2 separate regions of the Hordeum vulgare genome follow, and region 2 is linked to region 1. The links are chromatin contacts, called in public Hi-C maps. All regions are on one chromosome and are shown on one strand. The core of a region is the stretch at or near the end of the contact, and the rest is flanking DNA. Distances in the headings are between cores, read along the strand shown. Region 1 holds the start of LOC123399988 (DEAD-box ATP-dependent RNA helicase 7). Region 2 holds the start of LOC123399992 (flap endonuclease GEN-like 1).

Region 1 (5,439 bases), core at 1,071-3,570:
TATAATATCCAGCTCAACTGGCATACATAACATAAATGATATATTCTGATAGAGCTCAATCAAAATATGTTAGTTACAAAAATTGCAGAGGAACAGCACATTAGCTCACTTCAAGCACATTGGGCATGAGCATGGTCAAAACCGAATCACTTACTTCACGTTGAGCTTGTGCGATATCTCCATGCAGGGCACGGGATCCAGGAATCAAACTAGAGAGCTCAGATGCAGATTCTTTTGTCTCGGTGAAAATAATGGTACGTCCTCCACTGAAACCAGAGATTAAAAATACAGTAAGAACTTGTGAGGTTTGCATTAGTCTATCTGCGAACAGGATGATCATTTGGTAGAAGTACATACTGGCTGTAGCATTTTATGATGTCTGGAATAATCTGTGACCTTGCGGCCTTGTTGCAAGGAAGAGCAAGATGCCTAACAGATGCACTAGCTTTCATTTTCTCATTGCCAACAAGATCAACTGTTTTCCTGTCGGCTTTCAGGAAGCTCATTGAGAGCTACAATCATTCCACAGTATAGTCAGTTCACATGCTTGTCAAGAAGAAGATTATCAACAGAAGTACCATATCTTGCCAAAGTGGTTCATACCTTCTTTACCCAATCAGGTAGAGTAGCACTGAACAGAAGCGTCTGTACTTTAGTAACATCTTCAACCTTGCCTGTTTAAAACAGTGAAGGAATTTGGATTAAGTTGGGCAAGTTAGATGCGACACCATACAGACAACTTCGTAGAAAGAACACCTAGTAGTATTACAAGGATGTAGACATACCAAGAATAAGCTCAACATCGTCCTTAAACCCCATGTTAAGCATTTCATCAGCCTCATCAAGGACACGGAATTTCAAGCACCACAAGTTGAGTTTGTTCTTTTGAATAAGATCCTGCTCAAGGAAGTGATGTAGCGAGCATTAGAACAAATTAAGAGAGATATAGAGCAAATGAACCAGGATCAACATAGCGGAAAAGTACCTTGACACGGCCAGGAGTCCCAACAACAATGTCAACCCCGTTTCTCAATGCATTCTCTTGAGGGCGATAGGGGGAACCTCCATAAGCACAGCATGTAGAGAGCCCAAATGTTCCACCATAGAACTCGAAGTCAGCATGCACCTGAATTTTGTTGGGAATATCAGATCACAGAGGATTTAGAGGAAGGATCTATCTTCCTTGAGAATCAGAAAGTAGTGCATACCTGATTGGCTAGCTCTCTGGTTGGCAGCAGAACCAAAACGCTCGGAGGCCTGCCGTAATCAGTCCTTCTGGTTGCCTTGTGTGGCCCATTAACCAATGATTCCAATATGGGTAGAACAAAAGCAAGCGTTTTCCCCTACAATCAACATGAAAACAGTTTTTTTAGGAAAGATCACATGGGCACAAACACAAACTGATCCTCATGTCTAGGCCGCCAAAATGGTTGCTTCTTAGGGTCAGAAAGAACACCTAGAACGATAACTACAAGCAATGTTGCACTGCACAGACCTTATGAACTACTGTTAAATATTACCACTTTCCTAATAACAATAATTGCATAAAACTGTCCCATGTGAACAAAAGGCGTGCCATTCCGAAACAGGAACAACCATTCTCCTCTAATCCATGGAATTCTAGCAATGATCATGGTCACAAATTAGAGATTTATTCTCTTTAAAACAATGTAAGCGCAGAGGAAACTACAGTATAACCTAGCTACACCTAGTTCCTACTCTAAATCAATCAATCAAGTGACAAATCAACCAGCCAAATGAGACAAGAGGATGAGAGGAACACTGACCTGTCCGGTGCGCGCCCGGCCGACAAGGTCCTTGCCGTCGAGGACGAGGCCGAAGGTGGTGGCCTGGATGGGGAAGAGCGCGTTGATGCCCTTGGACTTGAGCTTGTCCTTGAGCGGCTCGGAAATCCGGAAGTTGGCGAGCGCGTTGGGGTCGGCGGGCTCCTCCTCCTCGCCGCTGGCGGTGAGCTCCCCATCGTCGTTGGCCGGCTCCTCGGCCTTGGCCTTCTTGTCCTTCTTCTCCTTCTTGGCCTTCTTGGCGGCGGGCGCCGGCTCCGACTCGGAGCTGGTGCTGCTCTGGCCCTCCTCGTCGGAGGAGGCCGGCTCCTTGATCTTCCGCTTCTTGTCTTTCTTGTCCTTCTTCTCCTTCTTGCCGGAGGCGGCGGCGGCGGCGGCGGCTGCCTCGGCGGCGGCGGCCTCGGCCTTGAGCTGCTTGCGCTTGGCCTTCTTGGAGGCGGAGTCGTCGACGGCCATGGGCTCAGGGACGGCGGCGATGGAAGGCATCGACGGGGCGGGGGCGGCGGCGGCGGGGGGGTGGGGAGGGTGGGAGGCTGGCAAGGGATGCGCAGCCGGGAAAAGAGGGGGAGGAGAGGTCCGCGGTCGAGAGGTTTATGTAGTTACGACGCGGGGGATGAAACCCTAGGCCGTGTGTCGCTGACAGGTGGGGACAGGGGGTTGTTCGCCGGAGGTGATGACAGGTGGGGCGCCACCGGCCAAGCGGTGGAGATATTTTGCGGCATGCGTGGCCGTTGCGTTTTGTTTTTTTTTTTTCTTCCTTTTATGAGAGGGGCCGTTGTGTTTCGTGAATCGTCCACGGTGGAATGCGTGGGACCTGTCTCCTGCTTAGAGCGGTTCCTCGGGCACCCTTTAGAGCATGCTAATTTTTTTAAAATATTGCACTTTTTTATTGTTTTTAAAAATATTGCATCATTTAAAAAAACAAAAATATAACGGCCTCAGCCTAATCGAAGCCGCTTCAGTCGGCCTAGCAGTAGCCGAGCGCCCCTAGTCGGCCACGTGGTAGCCGATTATTGGCCGGGCCACGTCGCTCCCGCCAACTCGGTCAGGATGGTGACGAGTCGGCCTTGGCGTGACCGATAGGCTTTTCGACCTTGGCGAGGCCGGAGCCAACTACCTCCCTCCCCTTCTTCCTCCTCCTCCTCCTCCTCGTTATCTCTTTCTTTCTCTCCTTCTCCTCTTTCTTCTCTTCCCATCCGAAAACTCTCTCATCTCTACACTAAATCCTAGACGTTTTTTCTCACATTTTCCACCATACTTGTATTGTATAGGGTTAGGGCAGTCAAACCATTCGTCCCACTCGCGATGGGGTAGTTCGTACTGGTTGTGTTGACCATTTTTTGGTGCTGGTGGTGGAGGTTGAGGTGGAGGTGGTGGTGGCGGGGGGGTGGTGGAGTGTGGGTGAAGGTTGTGGTTGTGATGGAGTTGGAGGTGGTGGTGTTCGTCGTTCGTCGTTTATCGTTCCTTCGCACGCTTCAAGGGTAAAATTCAACATTTGTTCCCATGGCGTTGTTGAATAACTTTTAGATGCTCCGGTAGATTTGGGAAATATATTTAGGTTTTATAATTTTTAGTTAATTCGGAAAATGTCAATTAAGTTGTTTAATCATTTTAGCCGCTCCGGTAGATCTGGAAAATATATTTAGGTCTTCTAATTTTTAGTTGATTCGGAAAAATTAGGTTTGTCCCTTTTCTAAATTTTGTCCTTGTTGAATAATTTTTGAAGTCAACAGAGATGTCTGATTTAGTGAAGTTAGGTTTTTCACTATGGTCCTGCTACTGTTCAAACAAATGAGATGGGAGGTGATCTTAGTGAATTTCAATACATTGAGGTGCGAGTGACTTCCCGTGAAACATGGTCTATTAGTCAGTTGACATAATGGCTGGCCGGATGTTTAGGGTTTAATATTGAAACACATACCATCGGTGTTCATGCATTATGGACCCGGTCGAGTTCAAATATTTACTTTTATCTGAAGCACATAGAGCGGGACGACCAGTGGGTGCAGTGTTAAAAGCTTGCGGGCGCAAGGGATATAATCCTGCCGCCTTACTGCTCCCCGTGCTGAAGCCGGTGACTGCACCTGAAGCCGAATGTAGTTACGATTATGGCCACAGCAGTGAAGGGGTGCATGATCTCACTACGGACCACTTCCTTCTAGTAGTCAACATCTTCAAATGCATAGGCCTATGAAATAGAACTGGGAGTGTCATCTATGAGATACACAAGAAAATCATCATCAAAGGACTTTGCAGTCCTATGTCTCTTGCTCCTCGTAGGAACTTCATTGTTCTCCTCCACATAATTTCAAAGTGTTCCATCGAAATGGTAGGTTCAGTAATTGTAACTAATTCATGATTCGATGAATTAGGCTTCTCCTGATTAGATGAGGTAGACATATCCTTTATGGGAAAGATATCTTCGAAGAAATTCGCATCATTCGACTCTATGATTGTACCGACATGCATGTCAGATACCTCAGATTTTACAACCAATAATCTATATCCAATGATATGAAAAGCATATCCCAGGAAAACACAATCCACAATTTTTGGTCCTAGCTTGCGCTTCTTCGGAATTGGCACATTGACTTTCGTCAAACAACCCTAGGTCCGTAGATAAGAGAGTTTTAACCTTTTTGTCTCCAATTCCTCGAATGGAGTTATCTCTTTGTTCTTTGTGGGAACTCGGTTTAGGACATGACATGTAGTCAATATCGCCTCCCCCCACCATGCCTTGGAGAGACCCGATGTGTCTAACATGACGTTAACCAAATAAGTTGGTGTACGGTTCTTTCTTTCGGCTATCCCATTTGACTGAGGTGAATAGGGAGGCGTCCTCTCATGGATTATACCATGTTTCGCACAGAAAGAATCAAATTCATTTGAGAAATACTCTCCGCCACGATCGAACCTAAGCCTCTTGATCTTTCGATCAAGTTGGTTTTCCGCTTCAGCTTTATATATCTTGAAATAGTTCAAAGCCTCATCCTTAGATTTTAGAAGATACACTTGGCAGTATCTAGTGGAGTCATCAATTAATGTCATGAAATATTTCTTTCCACCTTTCGTCAAAATGCCATTCATTTTACATATATCTAAATGTATGAGCTCTAGTAGTGCAAGGTTTCTTGTTTCGGGAGTCGTGTGAGACTTACAAGGTTGCTTAGCTTGCACACAAACTTGACACTTAGATCCCTTGATAGTGGTGAAACTAGGGATTAAGTTCAATTTGGCTAGTCGCGACATGCAACCAAAATTAACATGACACGGGACGCGAATGCCACACATTTGATTCACTATTGTTGCAAACATGATTGACAACTTTATTGCAAATATATGTCAAGGATAAACGGAACAGGCCTCATGACTCATAGCCTTTACCAACAAAAGTTCCATACTTGGATATTACAAATTTATTTGACTCAAAGACAAGCTTGTAGCCATCTCTACACAGAAGAGATCCGCTAACAAGATTTTTATTGACGGAGGGGACAAAATGCACATTATTCAGCCGCACGATCTTCCCCGAAGTAAACTTCAGATCGACCGTGCCAACACCACGAACATAAGCACTTGAATTGTTGCCCATCAGCACGACGGAAGTCCCTACGGTCTAATAAGACGAAAACATGGA
Region 2 (5,373 bases), core at 2,699-5,198, 210 kb before region 1:
AAGAAAGTAGCCAATTTTTCCTGAATTTCTTAAGTCAAACATTAAAAGAGATTATGCAAATTTACAAGATTTCTAGTCATAGAAATCAAGCGACATACACTAAAAGAAGGGTTCTACATGCTGAAATTCTACACACACAAAAATAGCATCAACACTTGTATCTGGTCTGGTAATCACAGCACAGACCACAAGAGGCTGCAACGCTCGAGTTGAACTAAACAAAAGCCTGATCGCTTTCTCCACAATATTAAGATCGCGTCTTCACTATACAGAAGATGGACTACATAATTAATCTACATCTAAGGGCGCAAGAGAAACACTAACACATTCACCAAGAGCATGTACAGCAGTGGAAGCAAGAGTACCGTCAGGAGAACCCAACTGCAGGCTGTCTCAGTCGAAGAGCAGGCGCCGTCGCAGGGACTTGGGTATCCTTTTTGTCAGGTCCACCGGTGGGGATTTTCTCGTGCCAGCTCTCGATGTCGACGTCTCGCCCTCGACGAGTGGCTTCTTCCCGGCATCGTCTCCTGCCGCTTTCTTCGACCGGTAGAACTCCTTGATGCTGAGCTGAACCCCGCTGGGTCTTGGGCCCTTAGGTGTCTCCAACATGCTCTCTGCTAGGCTCAGCTTGGATTTCCGTGATCTTGATTTTGCATCTTTCAGCCTCTGCGACCAATTCAGTGGATATTTTAACCAGTGTTCAAGAGATAAATGTAAGTTCAGATATACTGCAAATGTAAAACCGCGAAAAAAAAGATATAATGCAAATGTAGCTCAGTATAATGTCCAGGAAGCATCATCGTGATTTTACTTCTCATCCACAGGGAAGAAGGGAAGTAATCGATGCGTACCTGCGCTTCCTGAAACTGCCGTGCATCGTTAGGAAATGCAGCATTCACGAGCTGTATATCTTCATCGGTCAATAGAAATACTTGATCATCATCCCTGAGTACTTGTGGCAGATCTGGCTCATCCAACGAGTCAGAAGATTCAATATTCACCGTTGCCTCCTCCTCCTCTTCCTCCTCGTCATCGTCCAAAACCACTACCTCAGCATGACTCTCCCCATCTAATTCTGGTTTCCTGTGAGACGCACCACCAGAAAGAATACCACCAGTGGCCCTCTTCCATTTGACCAAGTAATAAGGGTGGCCATGTTTTATCTTAATGCGCTGAATCGAATGGAACTCATATTGGTCACAGAGAAGCAATGATTTACACGGAGATGAAGCCATTCTGCGCAAATATATAGTTGATAGCATAGGGAGCATGTGCTGTCGGACATACGACGGTTCCCAGTTCTGCATATAAGCTAGCAAGTCAACCAAATCATCAACTTTAGGCTCGGTCCACTCAAGCTTTCGATCACCACTTTCTGCAGACAGCACAATGATGACTCACTTAGTACATATCGATGAGGACAATCAACAGATTCTCATGTACTTAAATAGTGAAGAACAAAGTATGGATAATATAACTGGCACTTGCAGCAAGTTCAGAAGCTTCACTCTCAAGTGCAGGTGAAATCGAGAAATATTAAAAGCAGTGTTCTTAACTTTTACCTTTAGTATCGAAATTGTCATCACATAGATACAATCTAATTATCTCCTCATTTGGGAAATTTGTCTCAGCAGCTAATCTTTTGCACACCTTGATTTGCCAATTCTCATGTCTTTTCTGTGCTTTCAGATCACGCACCTAAAATTGATTCCAACAAAGATACTCTTAATAAAGATAACTACGACCCATAAACCATTTGAAGGGAAGGAATAAGCACTGTATACTACAGTACTACATTTTATTTGATTGAACAGAAAACATCAGAAGCATTATTGACAGTGAACAAGTCAAGAAACCAGTTTTTGTGCATAATTCAATAAAGATAATATATACAGGTATGCGGACACAAATTAGCAGCTGAGGCCTGAGGGTAGTGCTATCAAACAACCTTGGACAGGCTTAAGGAACAGTTTTTGTCCAAATCAGGCATTGTCAATTATAAAATACACGTGTTCTGAACTGTGGAATACACTGCCGAGAAGGTTATGCTTTACAGTAGATCAAGTGAGATTACCTTTTCACAGCTAGGACATTCACATACGAAACCAGCTGGTTTTTCCATGCAAAATTCTAAAGAATCCACCAAGCAATAATTGCATCCAGTCTTGCTGTGATTTTTCTTGCTACCGGGGTGACCACAGTGTGAGCAGTGAGGCGATCTCGCAACTGGTGGGCTCTTTGTGGATGGTGATGGTAGATCATCGACATGGGCCTTGTCAAATCCTTCTAGGAATGGATAGATTCCTTTACCAATTTCATGTAATCTGGAGAAGGAGAAATAAGATCGGGTTCGGAAATGCAATGTTGGGCAACTCATTATGCTACATATTACAAGAATCTCTCATCAAAGTATGAAACATACTTATCCAAAATCTGATCTTCATCAAATAACCGCACAAATCGAAGTGCAGTCTCAACACCAAAACCAGGCACGCCATGCAAATCATGGTCACTGCCAATAAGAAGTGCCATGGCTACCATTTGTTTCCTCTTCAATCCAATCCCAGACTCAATATCTGCTATGTTGTAGCACTCGAAAGGTTCCTGAAAGAAATTCCGGATCATCGCACCATGGTACAGGGGAAGTGGAGCAAATCATTCATCTCATGGTATAAGAACTAAGAAGTATAACAGGCTGCCTACCTTACAATTCGACCGCATCACTTTTATGACAGTCTTGGCTCCAAAGAGAAAAGCATCACTGTCTGAAGTAATGCAGGCATCCACCTCACCCTCATTGTTCAACTGAGCGCAAAGGGCTTCTGCTTCACCCTTTGCCCACAATACTGGCATTCCAAGATTTTCAAGCAATTCCTATGCGTCACATAAAATGAATACTGTCAAAGATAGAAACTTTACCTGTTTCCAATAGTAATCCTAGAGCACCGAAATGCCTCAGCAAACATAGATTGGAAACTTACATGAACTACTAACGAAATGTCTCAAAGGCTTATAAACACACACAAAGGATCATCTTTTAGTGTTAATACATTGCATTTCAGTCAAGCTTTCTGAACCAAAATTAAATTCTGAATCTTGAAAAGATGAAGACAACATTTGCAAACACATGGGCACTGACCACGCAGTCCTTAACGCATCGTGTGAAGATAGCGTTTCTCGCCTTCACCGGCGCCGGGGCACTGGCCTCCCCTTCCGCCTCGGCGCTCGACGAAGCAGGCAGGTCCACCCCAGAGCCTCGGAAGAAGCGCGCAGCCCTGGCCTGCGACTTGAGCGGCGACGGCTCACCGTCCACCACGAACACCGGGAAAGCACCCATCTGCAGCAGTTCAGAAAACAAATCCGACCGGTGAGTCAAAAAAACAGAGGAATCAAACACAAAGGAGTATTCCCAACACAGATTGGGCCGCGGCCGCATCTCCAAGATTGGCGCTTGAACAGCGCCGGACGACCACTGCGGGACGCAGGATGTCCCAATACCTCAATGCAGGAGACCAATCGCCGGGGAGCATCAGCAGACGGGAGAGATCGACGAGGAACTACGAGTAGAATCCAGAGAGGAGATGGGGGAGGGAGGCCGAAGGGAGAGGCGGGAGGGAGGGAGGAAACCGAACCGACCTTGGCGAAGAGCGAGAGCGTCCGGAAGAAGGTGTTGCGGACGTGGGGGCGGCGCGCGTGCGGGGAGCGCGCCCGGATGGCGGTGCTGTGGGAGACGATCCAGAAGGAGAGGTCGACGGCGACGCGGCGGCCGTGGAGGTACCCCGGACCCTCCTGCCGCGCGTACGGCTTCAGGAGGTCCCAGAAGCTGCCGCCCACGCCCATCTCGTCTCCTCTTCGCCGGCGTCGTCGTCGTCGCCGGACACGGCGGGGGTTCTAGCCTAGGGCGCTCGGGCTCAGCGAATCGCGGGTCTCGCCGCTGCGGCTAATGGGCCGTTGGGTGGGTCGGCTCTCGGTGCCAGTGCCAAGTGGGCCGCGAGACGACAGGTTGCGGCCGTTCGATTAAAAAACCTGAAGCGGTTGCGTTTGCGCCAGGAACTGAAATGTTTTTTTCTGAACTGCTCAAATTCATCAGCAACTTTACTCAAAAAAAATCATCAGCAACTAAAAAAAGAATAGATCCTTCTGGTTAATTGCAAAACGTGAATTCTTGTATGTATAAATCGCAACAAAAATAAAATCCTTTTTTGTATCTCTTTTTAATCTTTGAATTGACAGATGCACCTGACTGTATCATGCTCTGTAGGTTGTGCTGTTATTATAATTCTTTCCTCCCTTGCAAAAAAACAAAGGACTGACTTTTGTTTGCTTTCATTTCCTGAAGCACTAAACTATGATTGTCAACTCCAATGTTCGAGAAAAGAAAACAGTTGTGAGCCTCTCAAAAAGTAAAACAAACGGAATTAGATGTATGTGGATATGATGAGCCATGTAGTAGTGGTCCTCGGCATTATGTATTTGGCCAGAGGAAAATGAAAATAAATGTGTGCCTAATTTTATTTTATTTTACTTTATTTTGCGGGTATGTAATGTGTTTGCTAGGTCGGTTGCTTGACGAATATTTCTCAATAGGATCAGGGAAAGGTTCGGCCGAATACTTTCATACAATATCACCACAAAAGTCAGACAAGGTGATTGTTGGCTGGACCTAACACTACTACTCCCTCCGTTCCTAAATATAAGTCTTTTAAGCGATTTCACTAAGGGACTACATACAAAACAAAATGAGTGAATCTACACTCTAAAGTATGTCTATATACATCCGTATGTAGTCCTTTAGTGAAATATCTAAAAAGACTTATATTATGGAACGGAGGGAGTATGATTTAATCCATGGAGAAGTTAATGGATATGATAGTGAAAAATACATATATAATTATCCTGCCCAGCTGTACGTATCAGACTTGATTTCCACCTATTTGTATCATGGATCTTATCAATCAGCTCATCCAGCCTGCCGGAATGCTTCCCCGGTGGAAAGCTATATATAGTGAATTAGTGAGCACATAGTAGCACACCACCCATCCACTTTCACCACAAAGAATCCGTTCAAGGAGGAGCCCAAGAAGTGATCATTAGTTTTCTAGCTCCATTCTGAGAAAGGTTCACCTGATTATACAATCAGTTCTTATTGCCAAGTTACTCAGTTCTTATCTGATTTTTGGTTATTTCCTCTTTCTGACAGGAAATTATTTCCTCGCCTTGTAGGTATACAATCTGAGCAAAAATGGTGAAGTTTTCCAAGAAACTAACAACGGACCAGGTTCCAGGATGGGAGGAGTATGTGAAATTTCCTCATTTTCTGATCAACTTGAATTGTCTCCTCTGTTGTTCTACTCTGTTTTGGTCCTGATGAAA

What was found. Hi-C and Micro-C count contacts between places; a contact is called where the count stands out from the background.
Region 2: a contact with region 1 is called in a Hi-C map of seedling, with 3 times the contacts expected there. The contact joins the promoter of LOC123399992 here to the promoter of LOC123399988 in region 1. A contact is called at or near these places in 2 of 6 Hi-C or Micro-C datasets (leaf and seedling).

Annotation. Positions count from the first base shown.
Region 1 is chr5H:494,765,131-494,770,569 of MorexV3_pseudomolecules_assembly, reverse strand. LOC123399988 (DEAD-box ATP-dependent RNA helicase 7) reads right to left here and starts at 2,320. Exons shown (of 13, transcript XM_045094378.1): 1 at 1,788-2,320; 2 at 1,209-1,343; 3 at 986-1,126; 4 at 786-897; 5 at 604-674; 6 at 358-512; 7 at 155-266. The coding sequence starts at 2,288.
Region 2 is chr5H:494,973,912-494,979,284 of MorexV3_pseudomolecules_assembly, reverse strand. LOC123399992 (flap endonuclease GEN-like 1) reads right to left here and starts at 3,948. Exons shown (of 8, transcript XM_045094382.1): 1 at 3,637-3,948; 2 at 3,140-3,337; 3 at 2,704-2,874; 4 at 2,423-2,604; 5 at 2,075-2,324; 6 at 1,563-1,698; 7 at 852-1,375; 8 at 15-666. The coding sequence starts at 3,840. The coding sequence ends at 394. It overlaps LOC123399991 (SPX domain-containing membrane protein OsI_32082-like), which reads left to right and starts at 5,011. Exons shown (of 6, transcript XM_045094380.1): 1 at 5,011-5,118; 2 at 5,224-5,295. The coding sequence starts at 5,243.